Linked DNA regions of Mus musculus: all the other regions are linked to region 3. Evidence: chromatin contacts called from public HiChIP or PLAC-seq and promoter capture Hi-C data. All regions are on one chromosome and are shown on one strand. Each heading gives the region's core, a stretch centred on a gene start, on an enhancer-like site or on the middle of the called end of the contact. The rest is flanking DNA. Distances are from core to core; before and after follow the strand shown. Region 1 overlaps 2900026A02Rik (RIKEN cDNA 2900026A02 gene). Region 2 overlaps 2900026A02Rik (RIKEN cDNA 2900026A02 gene). Region 3 holds the start of Crybb1 (crystallin, beta B1).

Region 1 (3,890 bases), core at 23-2,522, 850 kb after region 3:
AATCTGACTCCTTCCTGCTGTCCTGTTGTACAAACTGTCAACTTGGCAGGATGTAGGATCACCCAGGAGAGACACCTGTGGGCATGTCTGGGCTGGGCTCCCAGACTGAATAGAGAGGAGTGAGTGAGCTGAGCACCAGCATCCATCTCTCCCTCCTTCCTGACTGTGGGAGCCATGTGACCTCACCCTCCTGCTGCCAGGCCTTGCAGCCATGATGGGCTCCAGCCGTGAGCTTCAGGCTGCCTTGCTTGGGTATTCTGTCAGTGACAGTGAAGTGACTGATACATCAAGTAAGTAGATGAGCACCCCTGATAAGTGTCGTGAAACTCCATTACAAGCAGGAGGCTGGCAAGACTGCATGTGCCCCGAGGCAGTGCTTTGCTGACTCCAGATCCACAGCCCAAGCCCTTGGGGAACTGCCAGGCCTGTAGTAGTTGCTGAGTAAATACGTTGGGGATACATGTCTCTGGAAATGCATACATACACATACACACATCTACATCCTATATATATATATATATATATACACACACACATACACATACGCATACACATATATACATATACACGTACATTATATACATATACACATACATATATACACATACATGCACACATGTTATATACATATACATACACAAATATATACACATGTATATACATACACACATGATATATATGCACACATACATATTATACATATATGTATACATATATACATATATCATATGCACATACACACATACATATACATACACAAACATATACACATGTATATACATACACACATGATATATATGCACACATACATATTATACATATATGTATGCATATATACATATATCATATGCACATACACACATACATATACATACACACATATACATACATCATATACATAAACACATACATACATCATATACATACACACATATACACCATATACATACATATACTCATATATTGTACACATATATACACACACAAACATCATATACATATACACATATGCATATATATTTTAAAAACTAGGGAAGAGTTTCCAAACCAGGGAAGCTGATACTGTGGAGGAGGAATAGGAGAACTCGGGGCCTGCATGTACTTAAGTGTCTGACACATTTCCTAAGAAAGGGCCCTGAGTCAAGCGGCTGCAGGTGACAGTGCAGTTTCAAGGAATTCGAGAAGCCTGCCCCTCCCCTGCCACTCTACACCCTAGCTGTGTGCGGAATCGTGCAGTCATGGACCTAACTGGCAATGGGAACACCCACTCTGTCCCATTACTCCAGAGCAACATCCCCTCCGGTGCCCAGGTCAGCCTGGGAACACAACGGTCACACTCATTACTCATCCCAGTGGACCTGTGATGTAGGACTCTGCATGAACCTATTTCACAGGGGAGGAGACGGAGCCCCAGAGAAGGGACTCCACAGGCTCCAGATCACCCACATGTCTAGGAAACAGTAGGACTGGAGTGTGAGCCCAGGTTTGATGGATGCCAGGGGCTGAGTGCATTCCTAGTTTTTCTGGCTCTGAGGCAGCCAGGCCTCAGCAGCAACTTCTCAGAGCAAGGGCCAAGCAGAGTGAGAGTAGTTAGTGGGAGTACTCAGTAAGAGTACTCAGTGGGAGTACTCAGTAAAAGGGTGGAAGGGAGGAAGGGAGGAAGGGAGGAAAGAGACAGACACCTGGACAAGCTGCAGCCGGGCAGGAGGGATACAGAGGCACACTCGGGACAGAAGTTTGGGTGCCTGAGCCTCAGGGATCTGGATGCGCCCACACACCCATGAGTACTAGGCTCCCATCCTAGACCTCCAGCTAGCTACACACTGCCCTTCTCCGAGCCTCAGCTTCCTCTCCTAGCAAGTCAGCAGATCTCAGTAGCCATGTGCAGCTTCAAAGGAGGAGAAAATGCCCATGCCTGGGGGCTCGAGCCAAATCCGGATTCACAAACACTCAGTAGATGGGCTAATTGGGGCTGGCCGTGAGCAGCTCAAACCTCAACCTTTTGCACTGCAGACTTGGGCCAGACTTGTCCCTACCCTTGTGTGTGGAGCAAGCTAACTGTTCTGAGCAAGATTCTGTAATCCAGCGGCCCTGGATGAAGCCAGCTCTGCCAGTTGTGAGCTGGAACAACCCTCTGTAACCTCAGTTTCCCCATCTGGAAAAGGGGTTGTGGGGTGCTCAGGGTTCTGGGAGTCTCTTAAATATCTGTCCAGGGCTTGTACACACATTTGGGCAGTGACAAGCAGAGTCCAGTACAAGACATGGTGCTCATGTCTTTTGGCCAACTGCCCAGACCTCTTACCAAACACTGTAACAGCATGCTAACAGGTTCACCATTCAGCTAAGGCCCAACAGGTCCCTTAGGGCCCCAACACTGCCCGGTCAGGCCCCCACCCCTCCATAATGGCAGCAGGCGAAGACCTTGTCAAAGAATATGGGCCTTTAATCTCAGCACTGGGGGGGGGGGGGCAGAGGCAGGCGGATTTCTGAGGTCTACTGAGTGAGTTCCAGAACAGCCAAGGCCACACAGAGAAACCCTGTCTCGAAAACCAAAAGAGAGAGAGAGAATGAGAATGAGTATGGGCTTCGGATCTGCACTGCAGGAAGCCATCGATACAACACAAGGGCTGTGTGGCGAGATGGCTCTGGCAGAGACACCCTGTCTCCGTCTCCTTGGGACAACTTTTCCTCAAGTGATAGGAACACACCAGACAGCTGGTCTGCAGGAGAAGGCTTTGGTTTCGGGATTGGGTGTGTGTGGATCAAGCTTTCGGGAAAGCTAAAAAGGGAGGTGACAGCTGGGCTAGGAGGCTGGGGCCCAGAGAACCCCTGGGGCCTGTGCTCTGCTCTGTGTGTCAGATAAGAGTATAAAAGCTCTCTCGGCTTACATCAGGGCTACATCCTGAGACATGAGTGCAGCTCAAGAAAACTTCTGAAGTGGAAAATACCATGAACACACCTCAGCCACTGTAGGTCCCAGCCCGGCTTGGCCTCCAACAAGGGAAAGTCCACAAGAGCCCACGAGTGGGAGACCACACCCGCTGGAGTCTGATTCATCAAGAAGTGTTAAGTTTGGCCTGGAGAGAGTTTGCTGCTCTTGCTCTAATTCATTTAACCCATGAATTAACATGGGTTAAATTCATGGCACGTCAGATAGTTCACAACCACCTGTACCTCCAGCCCCAGGGAATCTGATGCCCCCTCCTGGTCTCCAAGGGCACCTGCACACATGTGTACACACACAGGATTAAAAATAAATCTTTAAAAAGAAGAGGGCCAGGCATGGTGGCGCACGCCTTAATTCCCAGCACTCGAGAGGCAAAGGCAGGTGGATTTCTGAGTTCGAGGCCAGCCTGGTCTACAAAGTGAGTTCCAGGACAGTCAGGGCTACACAGGGAAACCCTGTCTCAAAAAAACAAAAAAAAAACAAAAAAAAAACCAAAAAAACAAAAAAAGGAAGGAGGAGGAGGAGGAGGAGAGGGAGGAGAGGGAGGAGAGGGAGGAGGGGGAGGAAGGGAAGGAGGAAGGAGAGCGGGAAGAGGAGTTAATTTTTCTCACGGTCCCAGGGTACAGTCCACCACAGCTGGAAGGTCACGGTGACAAGAGCATCCACCAGATGACCACACTGTAGCCACAATAAGGAAGCAGTGTGCTTAACCAACTCACTCTTCCTTTTTATACAGTCCAGAGTCCCAGCCTAGGGAATGGTGCCACCCACAGTGCAACATAATAATCAAGCTTCATCCTCTAGGCAGGCCCCAGAGGCTCAAAACTATGAGCTAAGGGAGGGTGGGTGCCAGGGTCTGTTTACCCTTAAACCCCAGAGCCATGCTCAGAGATGCTTCCAGGAGACAGAAGAGACCAAAACTGGGTAGTTGACTGACTGAATG
Region 2 (3,823 bases), core at 922-3,421, 900 kb after region 3:
GGGATCGCAAGGCGGGAGGGAGACCTGAACTTGAACCCAGGTCATTGTGCCCACAGAGTACCCCCCTTCACTGGAGCTCTAGAACTTGGAACATGTGCACGGGCTTTAAGGAGACTCTGATTCAAACCTTCAGGCTCAGTAAAGGCAAGCAACTGCTCAGGGCCACACAGCAACTGTTCCCAGAAGTACTCTGGCCATGTAACCACCTTGGACAGCCACAAGACTAACACATCCTTTGGAACATCTCCAGGCCTAGAACATCTGAAACCCAGGGAAACAGCAGGGGCTAAGTCCTGGAGGCTCTGCCTGAGAGGACAGCTCCCATGGCACAAAGTGTCCAATATCATGGTAACATATGGAGTCCTTCTGGGGACCAGGAGATGTCCTTCCAGGCTCAGGGGCCACCAGCAACCCAAAGTCTATCTCCACCTTTCTGTGTCTGTATGACAAATGCTAGAGACATGCACAACAAGTAGGATAGGGGTCATGCTATGCTTGGGGCACAGCAGGCCGAGTCTGGAACATGGGCTAGGAGTGCAGCTGGAGGCTAGACCACTGGATGAGTGTGAATCCAACATGCGCACCTGGGCGACGTGGGCATGAGACTGTCACAGAGAGAGAAGGAGCAACCAGTGTAGGTGGCTGAATCCGGGCTATAGCCACTGGCAGATCTGTCCTGATTAAAAGGCTCTGGGTGCCTCTTCCTAGGATTGGATACCATGGGAAGGATGCGCAAGGGGTGGGAGCCTCAGAGCAGGGTCCACTGCTTTTACTTCAAGGATACTGAATGTCCAGGGGCCCCTTGTGGTCTCCCTGACTGTCTTAGTTTGGCCTGGGGTCTCCCCACAACCTCCTGTCTCCTTGCATGGCAGCCAGACTTCCTTTCAAAGCCCAAACTGTATATAGTTCAGTACTGAGTGTTCTCCCCTGAGGCTCCAGTGACCTCAAGGTCCTAGCAATGCCCTCAAAGTGGCTACACACCAAGCATCTCCTGGCTAACCTGCCGACTCCCTCCCATCACCAGCTCTGGGTTAACCTCAGTCTTTCCTTTCAAACAGGCCCTTCGTAGGGCTTCATTTCCTCCCAGCCTTGCCCGCTGCCCTCTTCCCTTCATACCTTCTCAGGAGGCTCCCCTGGCCCAGCCCAGTCATCCCCAGCTGAGTATCCTGCCTTCTGCCTTCCTTTCCACAGCACACCCCACCTGCTGACACAACTTCCTCAAGTCTGTGACTTGGCTCAACTCCCCACTGGCTGAAGTAGACCATCCTGCTGGCTGAGGGAGCCCGCACACAGAGTACAAGGTGGCACTGACACTATCCTAAGAATCTCACACTGGCATGGACTAACACTTACCCAGCACCCACTGTGACTGCTAACACTTACCCAGCACCCACTGTGACTGCTATCATTTACCCAGCACCCACTGTGCACAGGGCCTTGTTTGTACCACCTCACCAGCTCCTCAGGAAGCCCAAGAGGAAGCTGAGGTACTAACCCCATTCTACAGATAACACCACTGAGGTTCTAGAGATGAAGGGTGGGCCGAGGCCCCTGTGGTGCACTAAGAAGTGAACCAGCCAGGACCAAAAGCCTGAGACCCAGACTTGAAAACCCACACTCTAGCCAATCTGAAAACCTCAGTGACTCACGTCCTGTGGCTTAAACCTCTGTGCAGGGCTAGGACTGGAAATAGCCAGTTCTTCCATTTCAGCCACAGACCTCAGTGAGCAAGGCTAAACCGGGGCCTTAGCAGGGTAAGAAGTGAGACCCAGAACCTCGACCAGGGCCACGGCAGAAGCAGCAACATGTTCCAGGGTTGTCAGCAAGCAGCAGGCAGCCCTTGGCCATCTGTGACTCAAATGCATGGACAGTGCTCACATCTCCTGAGCACCCACTGAGCAGCGTGGCCATGACGGAGGTGACCTTCCACACATGGCCCTTCCAGCATGGTGGAACGGCACAGTCACCAAATTTAACTTTTTTTTATACCTCCCTGGTTCAAACCCCAGCTCAGCCTCTCCCTGAATATTAAGGAGTTACTGGATCTCCCAGAGCCTCAGTTTCTCCATGTATTTAATAACAATGACAGCATCCACTTTAGGGCTGTTGTGAGCACTGATGAATCACATGTGGAGACCATGGGGGGGGGCGTCTTGCAGGCTTCTCTGAGACTGTTATTACCGACGTCATCACCAGGAAGAGGCCACAGGCTGCAGAGGGCCATGGCTAAGCAAACACTTCACAAGAATGCCGGGGGATTGCGGGGGGGGAGGACGGGGGGGGGGGATGAGAGCCAAGCCAGCTACATTTAGACATTTTCCATCGAAAGAACAAGCTCTGCTAGTGGGGTGGAATGTGGACAGGCCAAACTTGGCCACCACAGTGGGAAGCGGGCAGCTTGTCCCCAGCATTCCACAGACAGTGACCCCGCCCGCCCCCCAGACCAGGCACGGCCCTTGCAGCATGGGCTGCCTTGGTTTCCCTATTATGTGTTGTGTTCCTACTGTCCTGGGCTCCCACCATGCAGCTCTGTGGGCCTACAGCTTCCTGAGCAAGCTGAGGGACCCACTGAGGACCATCCCCAGGCCTCACCGCAAGCTGGATAGGTCAGGAATAGTGAGAGGTGTGTGGGGGGTGGGGGTAGGGGGGTGTTCCATCTCTTCCAAAGTGCATCTGAACACGGCTGTTCCCCAAAGCCCAGCCCCTAACCAGTCCTACAATTGCTAGCCCAAGCCACAGACAAGGAAGCAGAAATTCAGAGCAGTTGTGTGACTTCCCCGTCAGGAATGGCTAGAGCCACATTGCAGGCCAGGCCTTCTTCCCACCAACACCCAGGGGGTCCCTGGTGCCATCTACGTCATCCTGAAAGCTTATGCACTCCATATGGGCTTCACCAGAGCTTGCCACGCCACCTTAACCCTGGCAGCCTCTGAGTTCCCATTCAGTGCCTAGAAGTGGTTGAAATGGGACCAGGGCTTTACATACTGACTCTGACACGTCCCAGTGGGGGCCTTGAATAAGATACCAAACCTCACAGGCTTCAGTTCCCCTCAGCTGCAAAATGCAGGTACTGCAGAGATCTGCTCACAGTGGCTAGGGTGGGGATGGCCTGAGTTGCCCACGAGACCCATGAGGTTCGTGCCAGGAGACTTCGAAAGGGCTCAGAAGAACAGCAGGGGCTACAGCGTCCAGTCAGACGCCCAGCAGCAGACACACGGACCCAAGGAGGGTCTGTCTACCTGGCTTATCTCATCAGCAAGATTAAGTGACTCCAAAGAGCCCCAGAAGAGGAAGCCACCAGCTCTGGTTACTAATGACAGGGTGACAGAAACTCAATCCCCTCCCACTTCCCAGCTGATGCAGGGCAGGCCCAGGAGCTGGGGGTGGGGGGTGGGGGTGGGGGTGGGGGCCTCATCTCCGGGGCTGTGTGCAAGACCAGGCTGTAGGCAGGAAGCTACCCACAGGCAGACAGCCCCACAGCCCTACAAATGGCCCCTTTGCAGACATCTGCCATAGCCACTCCTGGCCAGGCCACCCGGGGACCTGAGGAAGACTGAGAAATCTTGAGAAAGATCTGAGAGTGCTGAGGTTAAAGGGCACGGGGAACACCAGAGAGCAAAATCCTGCTCAAGCTGGAAGGACTGGACTGGGTGATTAATCAAGGCCGAGGACAGGAGGGAGCACGGCCATCAGACCCTGCGCTTACTTACTGAGATGTCTGTCTGTGGTACCAGGATGGAACCCAGGCCTCATGGATGTTGGGCACGAGCTCTTCTCCTGAGCCAAATCCACAACCCTCTCCTCCACATTTTCAGTTTTGAGA
Region 3 (4,245 bases), core at 844-3,343:
CTCACACACACTCACACACACACACTCACATACTCTCTCACACACTCTCACACACTCACACACACTCTCACTCTCTCTCTCTCTCACACACACAAACTTTAATGGTTAGCCTGAAAGCACAGGATGCTATGAACATAAATATGATAAATATGTTCCTGATGAAGAGTGCCTGTACCTGTTCTAAGAACAAAGGGAATTACCTGGGTCTTGGCCATGTTTGCCATCCTGGACAGCCATAAAATATAGTATTATTATGAATGGCAGTTCCCCAAAAGCAAGAGCTCACAGAGTCTGGAATGAGAGATGTGGGAAGGGACAGAGTCCACAGAGCAATGTGGTGGTGTACACTTGTAATCCCAGCACCTGGCATGTGGAAGCAGGGAGTCTAGCCTCAGCTACGTAGAGAGCTTGAGGCCAGCCTGGGCTACATGAGACCCTGTCTCAATATATTAAAAAGAAATAAAATATGGGTAACAGGGCCAGAAGGGGACAAAGGAGCCACCCCACTTTCTCGTCTATAAATAGCTGATCTGAAGAGCTGCCTGGCAAGGGAAGCTGTTCCCATCTCCCCAAACCTTTGGCAAGCTGCCCATCGCTAGGAGGGTCGGGGTACGACGGGGGACAAAACTGCCCCAGATGCCTGCCCTTGAGGCAAGATCTGTGGGTGGCCCCCACCGCAGGCACCTTGGCCTGAGTCCCAGTGGTTGGCCTCTCCTGTGGTTCCCAGCTTGCCCTTCAAGGCCTTGGCCCAGGATGAAAGGCACAGAGGAGGCCAGCAGGGAGAGGGCTCATGGGTAGAGGGACAGGGCCATCACTGGTCCTAGGCCAGGGTGACCACAAAGTAGAGATAGGCCCCACAGGGGGTCCTGGGTTCCCCAGAGAAGGGTTTCTCAGATGGCTGCACTCCTACTGGGGTTGGCGACACAGAATGCAGGTGGCCTGGCCTGGCCAGATTCCAGCTCCACTCCACTTGGGGTTCACACTGTGGAACAAGGTTGAAGCTTCCTGTTCTGTGTGGGTTTCAGTTTCTCTGGGGAAATGGTGGGTCATCTGGCGTTCACTTGTCCACTAAGATGCTTGGCGGTCCTGGCTGTTCTGTTTTCTCCTTTGCCCTGGGCTCTCTCCTCCCTGTCCGTTTATCGACTCCTCCCTTCATCTTCTGAAAAACCTTTCTCTCTATCACCCCCTCCCTTTGCATCTCAGATGTCCCTACCCTCTCCAGTAGACTATCAGGAACCTGCCAGGGTCCAGGTCCTGGGTGAAATGCTGGCCCTTGGCCCGGTCAGGTACAGTGGGATGTGAGGCTGCCCAGAGTCTCCGTGTTCCTGACCCTGGGCAGCATCCCCTGCTGTCAGACAGTGGGAGCTGATGGGCAGTTAAGAAGGACCCAAGCCTTGAATGCTAAGCCCTTGAGCCTGAGACCCAGCCCTACCCCACCACCCTAGAACAGGGAATTCAGGCAAGCCTCAGTCAGGGCCAAGGCTGGATAGCCAGAGCCTTCCTGCTTGCCATGGTCAGTACTGGCCTCTGCACCCAGCCTTCCTCATCCAAGAAATGGGTGCAGCAAGGATCTGGATAGGGCAGGTGTGCTGCAAAGCCCCAGAGGCTGCAAACACACAGAAGCACTCAGGACCGGGCCTGTGGACTGAAAACCCGTTTCTTGCCCTTATAAAACATGTTCAATGTTGTCTTCAGTTCTGGGCAGCATCCACAGGGAGAATTGTCAACTGTACCTGTAAACTGAGACCCCCTAGAGGTAGAGAAGCCATACGGTGGGTGAAGCAGCCTGACTGAGGCCGGTTTCTATCCCAGGTCACCTCCTCCCCCATCCCCCTTCCCTAGTCTAGGCTGGCAGCCAGCAAGGCCCTGGGCCTGTCTCCAGCCAGGGAAATAGAGAGAGCAGTCAGAGCAGGGTTAGGGCCAGGGTTTCTCTGTGTTCCAGGCCAACAATAGAAAATGCTAGCCTGGGCAGTAATGGGGCAGAGCCGGCCATGGGCCCCATCCAGGTTTGCTGACCCAGCTGCCTCTTTGTGCTACACTATAGACCCTGATGTCTGCCAGGCTATAAAATGGGGGGTTGGCCCTGAGGCACTCACAGCACCCGCCTGTCCACCAATACAGGTAAGAGGGGACTGCCACACCACCAGAGAACTGAGAGGAGGACAGAAACAGAGGTGGGGCAGCTGACGAAGACAGAGCCAGGCTGAAAGCCAAACCCAGAAAGGTTGCTGGTGCATACTTGTCTAGTTAGCACTCTGGAGACTGGGGCAGGAAGATTGCTGAGAGTTGGAGGCTAGCCTGGGCTACAGGGAGGTAGAGAGGAAAGCAATGGTCCTCACCAAGAGAGGGAGGGAGACGGACACATGGCTGGGAAAGGAGCACAGCCTCTGGGAAGAGTTTCCCAGAATAGAGACAGGTTGAGGGTGGCTGAAACCCCCAGATGTGGTCCAGATGTGTGGGTAGCCGAGCATCCAGTCTTCCTGAGGAAGCCTGGGAGGAGTGTGCTCATCCCAGCTAGAGAGAGGATGTTGGGAACCCACCTGGACCCAGGGAACTTGCTCTGGGCCCCAAGAGTTCCAGTAGCTTGTAAATTATCAGCACAGTCTTGGTGGATTTCCTCCAGGAGACAGTGCAGTCAGGCATGACCCATACCCAGAAGTCTGTGCTCCTTGAGGTAGCATTGGAGCTGACCAGAGTCCTCTCCACCCAACGCCCACAGGCACAGCTCCGGCGTGGAGCAATGGAAACACCCTACTCCCTCTCCTTGTGCCTTCCAACCCCGAGTGCCAGGCTGCTATTTTGCACACCCACATCTGCCCTCGGAGGACGCCAGGGGCGGAGGGCTGGGAGAGGTTCAGGACACGCACACACTGGCATTCGCTCTCTGAACAGATGTTGCCTGAGAAGCTCCTGTGCACCTGGCATGGAGACAAGTGCTAAGGAGGCAGACAGGCGAGCTTACAAGGCTACATCTAGTAACCCAGGTGCCTGTCCATCTGCTGCCTCAGATGGGAGCTGACTGCTGTGTGGGGCTGCAGGGCACCTTCCCTCCAGCTAGACTCTAGAGGGATATCCCAATCCCAGCTAGTCCCACCATTAAGGTCAAGATGTGAGGCGTTCAGTACTGTGCCCAATGGTGCCGAGGGGGAACCATCACTGGTGAGCAAAGCCATGCTATACACACATGTGGTGGTGAACTAACCAAGCACGAGAGCACAGGAAGGGAGGAACAGGGTGTGAGGCTAGAGGGCAGGAGGCAGTGCAGGGAAGGGACAGCATCCAGGAAGAGACTGGCTGTCCTAGAGCAGGGTGGAACCCAGAGCTTCAGCCCTGTCTCCCAGGAAGAGCTGATGGCTGTGGGGGAGTCCATAGACATGGCTGAGAAGCACATGGGTAGGGGGCAGCTTGGAAGCAACACCCCAAAATCACTCACCCCAAGGACTATTTTTCTTTTTCTTTTTTTTTTTTGCGGGGAGGTGGTCAAGGGTTCAAGACAGGGTTTCTCTGTGTAGTCCTGGCTGTCCTGGAACTCACTCTGTAGACCAGGCTGGCCTCGAACTCAGAAATCCGCCTGCCTCTGCCTCCCAAGTGCTGGGATTAAAGGCGTGCACCACCACTGCTCGGCTGAACTTCTTTATTTTTGCAGCACCAGGAACCATGTCCCAGGCTGCCAAGGCTTCAGCCACCACAGCGGTGAACCCAGGGCCTGATGGCAAGGGAAAAGGGGCCCCATCCACAGGGCCAGCCCCTGCCCCTGGCCCCACTCCTGTCCCAGCTTCTGTGCCCAGGCCCGCTGCCAAAGTAGGGGACCTGCCTCCTGGGAGCTACAGGGTAAGGTTGTGGGAGCTGGGCTGTACTGATCCCATTCCTCCTCACCCTGCTCCTCTTTCCTACCCCTCTTCCTTCCCTCCCTCCTCATCCTCTCCCCTTTGCTGGTTTTCTCTCCTTCCTATCTTTCTAATCTCTGCCTCCCATCTGATACTTTCTACTCTCCATCCTCCCTGACCTGCTCTCCGTCCTCCCTGGCCTGCTCTCCATCCTCCCTAACCTGCTCTCCATCCTCCCTGGCCTGCTCTCCATCCTCCCTGGCCTGCTCTCCATCCTCCCTGGCCCACCCTGTGTGTGGGAGCTTAGAGGGTAGCAAAGCCAGGAACCTGAGAGGAGTATGTTGTTGGCCATGACCACTCATCTCAGGAGAGCCACCAGGCCACCAGGCTGACCTCTGACCTTCCTGGAAGTTCTCCC

Evidence for each region. Promoter capture Hi-C pulls out the DNA fragments that hold promoters and counts their contacts. HiChIP or PLAC-seq counts read pairs in DNA pulled down with a chosen protein or histone mark.
Region 1: a promoter capture Hi-C map of the SN4741 cell line shows a contact between it and region 3, with 2.4 times the contacts expected there. The contact joins the enhancer-like site here to the promoter of Crybb1 in region 3. A contact is called at or near these places in 8 of 39 promoter capture datasets (the C10 cell line, the HPC-7 cell line, HPC-7-derived erythroid cells and 5 more), 1 of 15 datasets of contacts at CTCF or cohesin (large pre-B cells), 1 of 484 Hi-C or Micro-C datasets (large pre-B cells) and 3 of 115 datasets of contacts at active chromatin or transcription factors (large pre-B cells, pancreatic cancer cells and pro-B cells).
Region 2: a FOXA1 HiChIP or PLAC-seq map of pancreatic cancer cells shows a contact between it and region 3. The contact joins the enhancer-like site here to the promoter of Crybb1 in region 3. A contact is called at or near these places in 1 of 39 promoter capture datasets (the C10 cell line), 1 of 484 Hi-C or Micro-C datasets (adipose-derived mesenchymal stem cells), 2 of 115 datasets of contacts at active chromatin or transcription factors (large pre-B cells and pancreatic cancer cells) and 1 of 9 other capture datasets (liver).

The regions. Positions count from the first base shown.
Region 1 is chr5:113,105,594-113,109,483 of GRCm38.p6, forward strand. All of the region lies in intron 6 of 2900026A02Rik (RIKEN cDNA 2900026A02 gene), which reads right to left. Among named protein-coding and RNA genes, the nearest start is that of Crybb3, 26 kb to the left of the region's middle. Within about 2 kb of position 1,273, at least 25 of the 459 cell types and tissues checked have an H3K27ac peak or open chromatin away from gene starts, as enhancers often do. A contact at or near this core is called in the SN4741 cell line, where this site is marked.
Region 2 is chr5:113,155,545-113,159,367 of GRCm38.p6, forward strand. The region is part of intron 6 of 2900026A02Rik (RIKEN cDNA 2900026A02 gene); the gene reads right to left. Among named protein-coding and RNA genes, the nearest start is that of Gm42161, 12 kb to the left of the region's middle. Within about 2 kb of position 2,172, at least 99 of the 459 cell types and tissues checked have an H3K27ac peak or open chromatin away from gene starts, as enhancers often do. A contact at or near this core is called in adipose-derived mesenchymal stem cells and pancreatic cancer cells, where this site is marked.
Region 3 is chr5:112,253,727-112,257,971 of GRCm38.p6, forward strand. It overlaps Crybb1 (crystallin, beta B1), which reads left to right and starts at 2,094. Exons shown (of 6, transcript NM_023695.3): 1 at 2,094-2,121; 2 at 3,647-3,831. The coding sequence starts at 3,658. It also overlaps a transcript of Cryba4 not described here.